Regions from separate parts of the Gossypium raimondii genome. Here region 2 is linked to region 1. The links are chromatin contacts, called in public Hi-C maps. All regions are on one chromosome and are shown on one strand. Each heading gives the region's core, a stretch centred on a gene start, on an enhancer-like site or on the middle of the called end of the contact. The rest is flanking DNA. Distances are from core to core; before and after follow the strand shown.

Region 1 (3,640 bases), core at 611-3,110:
TCTATATTGTAAGGTGCAAATGGTAGACACGTGAATATAAAATGACACCACCTCTGCTAGGTACATAAAATGTTGGGTGGAGGGAAGATGTGAATGCATATGTAGATAAGAATATGATAGAGATACCTTTTAGTTTGTTTATACACAAAGCATGAACAAGGTGGCAATAAATAATCATTGATTTTTACCACTCCCCATTCTTTATAAATCTAACACTGATAATGATAATTGATAAATAATAACAACAATAAGAAAAAGAAATCACATCTCTGTTGCTAACGGCTATCTGAAGCAATCTGGATTTGGCTTGCCTTGGGTGCCATCTACTTGAGTTTACAATATTTATACTATACTCGCTTCAATTGCTTAATACTTTGTTAATTATCACGGTCTCATTTGGTAGGTAATTTCTATGTTTCATTTTCAATCCTCTCACCGCTCAATTTTTTTATTATAAAAAAAAGCAAAAAAAAACCTTCCTAATCTCACTTAATATTGATATTTAACATATTTATCCTTCTTTCAAATGCGAGTAACTAACGGTAATGAATTACCAAATTTACTTTTGTTCATCTACTTATCCTACTTATGATTGGTATAATAACAAATTTAATCTTCGACAGTTACAAATTCTATCATTTTGATTCCTATTTGATATCAATAAATTTAGAACTAAGATCAAGTTCAAAGAAGTTTAAATATTAAAGATTAAATTAATTGAATTTTTAAATCAGAATAAATCTTATAAAATATATAAAATTGAATATTATTATATCAATTAAAAGTAAGATAAATTGTGGAAAGAAATAAAAATGATTAATTTTAAAAAAGTTAATTTGTTGAATAATGAAAGGATTGGAGATAATTTTTTGATCCCAACTTATATATAAAACATGGAATTGGATTAGAAATAAAAATACATGTATGTAATCTTGAGATTAAAAAAAAGAGTTGAGAGTTGGGAGAAAGATGAAAACAATAGTTTTGTGATTGAAACCATTTTCATTAGTTCAACACTGCCACAGTTATTACATCTATTGAAACCCAAATTTGGATGTTCCTTGTTTCTTACATTTATGTATTTCAGAAACAATCCATCATTCCTCAGTTCATCATTCATTCATCCAAGGTTTCATTATTACAGCAATTATACCCTCTCTCTATTTCTATTATTATTATGATTTTTGGATATTTGGCCTTGGAACGAATGCTTCTGCAATCTTTGTAATTCCAACCCACCTTATTTTTCTTTTCTTTTTTTACTTTTTTTTATCTTTTTGTTTTGTGGGGGACTATGCTTTGATTCCTCAATCTTCTCTCCATGTATGCCCATACATACGTGACACCATCCATCTTAGTATGAAGATGGTCCCTACTCTCTAGAAGAAAGATTAAAGGGATTGTATGTTATTAATTTAAATATTTTGAAACTAAAGCAAGGGTGTTTAAGGAAAAACAATGACAATGTCAATCAAAAGCCTGTTGGTATTGGAGTCCAGTCTGTTTCTTTGACTATGCATGCAGATCTACTAATCTATATTAAAAGAAAATTACCTTTATTTCAAAAACACTGTAAAATTAAAATCTCAAACTAAAATAAGTATCAAGGATGAAATTTATGGTCATTTCTTTTTTGGATCATTCTCCCTTTGATTTCAACCATACCATTACCCACTTGTTTTGTTTATATTTTCATTTTTTAAGTTAAAGTTTTCAATGATTAAAAAATGAAACTACTACCTTGAAAAACTAAAATTTACAGAAAGCACAATAAAGAATAAAAAGAATCATTTTCCACAATTGGGTTCTTAATTTGTAAGATTTTTTTTATTTTTTTAATTCATCAAGAAGAAGAATCTGAGACTCAATTTATAAATTGTTTTCCAATAATATGCAGTGTTATGAGTTGTGACAAAGAAAAAAGAAAAGTGAAGAAACAGCAAAAGAAAAACAAAAAAAAAAAGCTTCCAGTTGTTGTGTTGTGTAAGCTGCTTCCATTTCACTGTTTAATGTAAGGCATGTCTTTCCTCATCACCTACCTCTGACAACTCCACATCTTCTTCTCATTGCCCCGGTCAATACCCATTTCTCAAAATCCCCACTTCTCACATGGAAACCCTACAAAAATCCCTTCATTTTTTGACATTGCTGTAACCCCTTTTCTAGCTTTTCAATATGGTTTCTTCTGGGATTTCCTCCTACAGTCTTTACAAACATCCAAGCTCTTAAATTAAACTTCTTTTCTTTCTTTTTTCCCCCTTTTCGTCTCTTACCAGCACTGTCTCAACAAGGTCTGTTGTGATTCATTTGTTCTTCATTGCGTTTATTAATGCTTGAAGTTTTTGTTTTTATTTTTATTTTTTGGTTGATCCTGTCAAATAATGGCTGAAATTATTATCATTTTTTTGTTGGAAATATGATATCTGGTTCAGTTTTATGTGTGTGTGATGATTTGTCAAATGTAGAGTGTGTGTTGGAAATGTGATGCCTATTCTTATTCTATTTGATTTTTTATGTTTGTTTATTATTTGAAAAAAAAATAAGTTTTTGGTAGTCGGTGGACTTTGATTTAAAGAAAAAGCTCTTTGCTTTCCTTCAAGCTTCTCTCTCTGATTGAGGGCTCTCTTTTGGGGTTCTTTTTTTGGAAACTTGATTGTGGTTCAAGGTCTGCTTTAGTTTTCCTTATCTTTCTATATTTGCTTTACCCTCTGCACTTGTTTACTGTGAAATTTAGTTGGCCATTTGTTTCTCTTTTTATGTCATAAATTGATTGGTATTTTGAATAAATGCAAAATATGTAACAGTTTTTTTATTAGATGGTTGTGGTTCTAAGTTATTTTACTTAAACATGTTTTCAGGCATCTTGGTGTAGGTGAAGATGGCCTCTGATCTGAACAAAACTCTGTCAAAAGAGTACATTGGTCTGCAATTGTGGGTTCTTATTGTAATTTGCTTAGGAGTGGTATTCTTAGTTATCCTTAGCATATCACTGTGGCTTAGCTTTCGGAAGAAATCCAGAAGGGCGAATGTGATGCTTCCTCTCACCCAAGTTCCATATGTTTCAGAGGAAATTAAAGAGATAAGAGTTGATCAAGCTTCTGCAAACAATGGTAACACCCTTAATGAGAAATTCAGTGACAAAGGTTCAGAGAAGGGTTTGTTTAACGTAGATAATGGAGAGGATAGCGGTCAGTCGGGTTCTTTTAATCATGTAGATAAGGATGTTAAAGGATCTCAACCAGGAGAAGAGGGAGCTACTGGGGCAGTATCTACATACAGGCCTTCTTCAAATCCTCTGACAGCTCCTTCACCTTTGTCTGGCCTGCCTGAATTTTCGCGCCTAGGCTGGGGTCATTGGTTCACTCTCAGGGACCTACACCTTGCAACTAACCGGTTTTCAAAGGATAATATTATTGGTGATGGTGGATATGGAGTTGTTTATAGAGGCAATCTGATTAACGGGACTCCTGTAGCCGTCAAAAAGCTTCTTAACAATCCGTATGTTGCAGTGAAGATTAGTCCTTTTGTTAGTTTTATGCTGTCCACAGCTTGTAATGTTGGCTAGTAATGATTCTTTTTTTGTTCTTTAGGGGACAAGCTGACAAGGATTTCAGGGTGGAAGTTGAAGCCATTGGTCACG
Region 2 (3,640 bases), core at 326-2,825, 180 kb before region 1:
TTGCATGGAGCCAGGTCAAGGCATTGATGCATTGTCAACCTAATCTTCATTACAACTCTTGTATTCATTTGTTCATCAGTCTTTACCTTATGGAATGCCCTTGAGTCATAATTGACAATCAATTATTGTTATGTAGGTATTTAAAGGGAAAAAGATGCCTGGGCGCATGGGTGCGAAGACAAGAACAGTTAAAAATGTGTGGGTATACAAGATAGATCCTGCAAGGAATTTGATGTGGGTGAGGGGTCAGGTATGGTTTTCTTATTTTAAGTGCTTAAGCATTTTGAATGGAAAAAATCAGGAGGCTATAGCCTTTGCACAACAGTTGCAAGCTTCCAAATCTGATGTTGGTCATAAAAATAAGGGACTAACCCCCTTCAAAGGATGGGAACAAATTACATTGCATCTGAAGTTCTTAACCATCTAATCTGTTTTATTTGTATAGCTTTTTATCGGCAGTATTGTTTAGGGAGTTGGTTATTGTTTACAGGTCCCAGGTGCTAAAGGGAACTTTGTCTTCATAAAGGATTCTGTTTACAAGAAACCCAATGTTTCAATGCTTCCATTCCCGACTTATTTTGTAGCAGAAGATGAGGATGAAACAAATATAGGGCCTCTGGTTGCTGATCTTGGAGAGGTAGATCCGTTTATGGTAGCTGATTGACGTGGGGCGGAGTTTGAGTTGGTTGTGGGATGGCAGATTAATTTCCGGACCAGTTAACTTGCGGAATAGTAAGAAGTTGGTTTGTGTCCTAGTTATTTGGTTTTAGGAAGGAATGTAATATGAGATAATGGTTATAGAGTTGAAGGTTGATGTATGAATTTTTGAAGCAAATTGAGCATTGATTTTTCTGTAACAGGAATGGAGTTATTTTAAATAAATGAAAGGAAACCTGAAATTTTGCTTTTGCGAGTACAAACTTATAGGACATTAGATATAATAACTGTTGATAACATATTTTTATACTTTTAAATGGATGTTAAACTTGAATTAAATAGCAATGCAAGATTTTGAACTCATTTAGGCTAACATTACATGCTATGAAAACTTTCAAGGAGTATGAAATACTATCAATAAATGAGACGAGTTCAAATGAACAAAGTTTTGATGTATTTGATTGTTTATTTTGAAGTTATTCGTGTTTGTTTAAAATTTTAATATTATGTTCTTCAAACTCAGTTTATTATTTGGTGTTTGATATGTTTAGTCTAACTAAATATAAATGTAAAAATAAAGGGAAAATGCTATTTAAGTATTTTTCATAGGAAATATTATCTTCAAATAAGCGAGTTTATAAATAAACAAGTTGGTGAACATAAATAGACTGTTGAAACTTATTCATTTAATAAATAACCGTATGTTCATTCACAGTTGAATCCATCTGCAACTCATACCCGGTCTTATTTACATGCCTGATGAAAAGGCCGTAGATAAGCATTGTATTATAGTTGTTTAGGCTAATGGGCCTCTATCCCATATTGGGCATTTCTTTCCATTACCAAATTCTGAAGACAGACATTATTATCCTAGTCACTTTAAGCAAAATCAAACCAAGTACCCAATTGCAGCATCTCTCTCTAATTTCCAATCTCCCCCCCCCCACCCCCCCTCTTCCTCTCTGTATGATGTACTGTAGTGTGTACTGTTACAACACAATTAAGTTGGGTCTTTTCCGACAGACAGACAGACAGACAGGCAGACAACCAAATGAAAATCACTAATCTGCTTTGAGTCTTTTGACCACCCACACTCAAAACCCCTTCACTTTCCCTCTTCCTACATCCTAGCCTTGTCAAGGAACTTACTTAGTGTTGGATATTATCCCCCACATTTGGGATTTTTCATTTTGCCTTCCGGGCATGAAGCGGGATCAGCTGTCCGAATGCGGGGGCTGCGGCGCCCCTGAGCGTTTCCTACTCCACAACCTCCGCCACAGAGCCAGCTATCGACGTCTCTGCACCAACTGCGTCCTCAAGAACCACCAGGGCCTCTTCTGCCCCATTTGCCTCGAAGTTTTCAACGAGTCCCCTCCCCCTCACCAGCGCCTCATCTGCCTCAAATGCCCTTCCATTTCTCACCTTTCTTGCTCCTCCTCTTCCCTCTCGCCTTCCTCCTTTACCTGTCCCCCTTGCTCCAACCCTAATTTCTCTTTCTTCAATCTCACCCCCACTAAGAAACCCAAGTCAACGCCCGATCATCCTCCCGGATCTACCCTCGACGGCGACGACGACAACAACAAGACGACGAACACGAGGGTTATTGACAAGGAAGCGGCTAAGGCACTTCTAGCTGCTGCTAAGATTGCTGCCGCCTCTATGACCAAAGCTGCCGCTGTTGCGAAAGTGGAGGCTGAGCGGAGGGTCAAAGAGGCTACTTTGGCAAAGAAGAGAGCCAAAGAGGCTCTCGAGAGACTCGCCTTGTTGGCCCGGAAGGATAATGATAGACATAAGTCGTCCCTCGTAGGCATTCCCAAATCTAAACCTGATGCTGCCATTGCTGCTGCTGCTGACGCCAAAGCAAACTCTTTATCCCTTCCATCTCCTATTCCCGACAAGGGAAACAATGGGTCGTATTCAGTTTCTGCTGCTAATGTATCCATTTCAATCCCCAAGTTGCAGCGTCAACAAAGCACTCATGGTATGCCTAATTGATCATTGGTGATTCCAACAATCTCAGTAAAGTGTTTGTTTTCGTTTGTTGGTATTTAGCCTTTCTGTTCATGGGAACCATATGTCAAATCTTTGTAGAGATGATTTAGGAAGAGAGTAGCCTGTTTTTCTGTATTCAGTAAGCTTTTTGTTTGCATTCAATTGTAGCTTTCTCTATTGCCCTGTATGTATTTTTCATTAAGCTCGTTGTTTCTGTTTATTTGCTTCACCTTTAACCCTTCTTATGCCAAAACTAAAGCTCTCTGGACTTTCTGTTCTTACAAAATTACAAGAAAAAGAAGTGTCAAAATTATCTTTAGATGCTTTGCACCCTTGATTTGTCCTTTAATTAAGTGAATCATGATGGCATACCTGGGATTATCTCTCACTTTAGAATGCTATTATGCTGTATTTTCAGGGGAGCAGGTTATGCTATTGCTTCCCATTATGTAAGTGCAGTTAGTCCTGGAATAAGTTGATCAGGACTTGAGCCTTCATTGTTAACTTACACAAAATCCTATATCTTTTTGAATTTTATTGCGATTTTTTCTTTGTTGTCTTGCAAGCTTTGTTAGAAAGGCATCAATTTCTAGTAAAAAAGTTTGGTATTATCCTTTTCATAGGTTTGTTTTTGTTGCTTAATTCTTATATGATTACCTAATTCTACACTGCATTGGAGAACAGAAGCATTCAATTCTCCCACCGTATTCCTCCCATTTCTTTGTATCTATTAAATGTTATGTGGCGACAGTGAGTTGATTTTAGCAGTTGTTGTTGAAGAAGAAATCAGTCGCTTTCTAAATTGAGTGCTGATTCCATCGGATTGTATATTGCCTCAATGGATTAAAGGTTCTTTGGGGCTTTGGTTCTGTCGCTCTAGTAAAATCTCAGATAATGGGCAAAGGTCACTCCTGCAGTAGGAGAGTACTACGGGTCAGGGGCATGCTGAGTTTAAAAACTTTTATGGGCTTATGGCATTAGGATGAGGATG

The links. Hi-C and Micro-C count contacts between places; a contact is called where the count stands out from the background.
Region 2: a contact with region 1 is called in a Hi-C map of leaf, with 2.8 times the contacts expected there. The contact joins the promoter of LOC105796966 here to the promoter of LOC105796958 in region 1. A contact is called at or near these places in 2 of 2 Hi-C or Micro-C datasets (both in leaf).

The regions. Positions count from the first base shown.
Region 1 is chr3:7,706,301-7,709,940 of ASM2569854v1, reverse strand. LOC105796958 (probable receptor-like protein kinase At5g18500) reads left to right here and starts at 1,860. Exons shown (of 8, transcript XM_012626830.2): 1 at 1,860-2,016; 2 at 2,859-3,498; 3 at 3,591-3,640. The coding sequence starts at 2,879.
Region 2 is chr3:7,884,177-7,887,816 of ASM2569854v1, reverse strand. LOC105796966 reads left to right here and starts at 1,575. Exons shown (of 2, transcript XM_052628075.1): 1 at 1,575-2,638; 2 at 3,334-3,640. The coding sequence starts at 1,861. The coding sequence ends at 3,383. It overlaps LOC105796967 (50S ribosomal protein L3-2, mitochondrial), which reads left to right. Exons shown (of 5, transcript XM_012626840.2): 4 at 137-250; 5 at 491-920. The coding sequence ends at 664.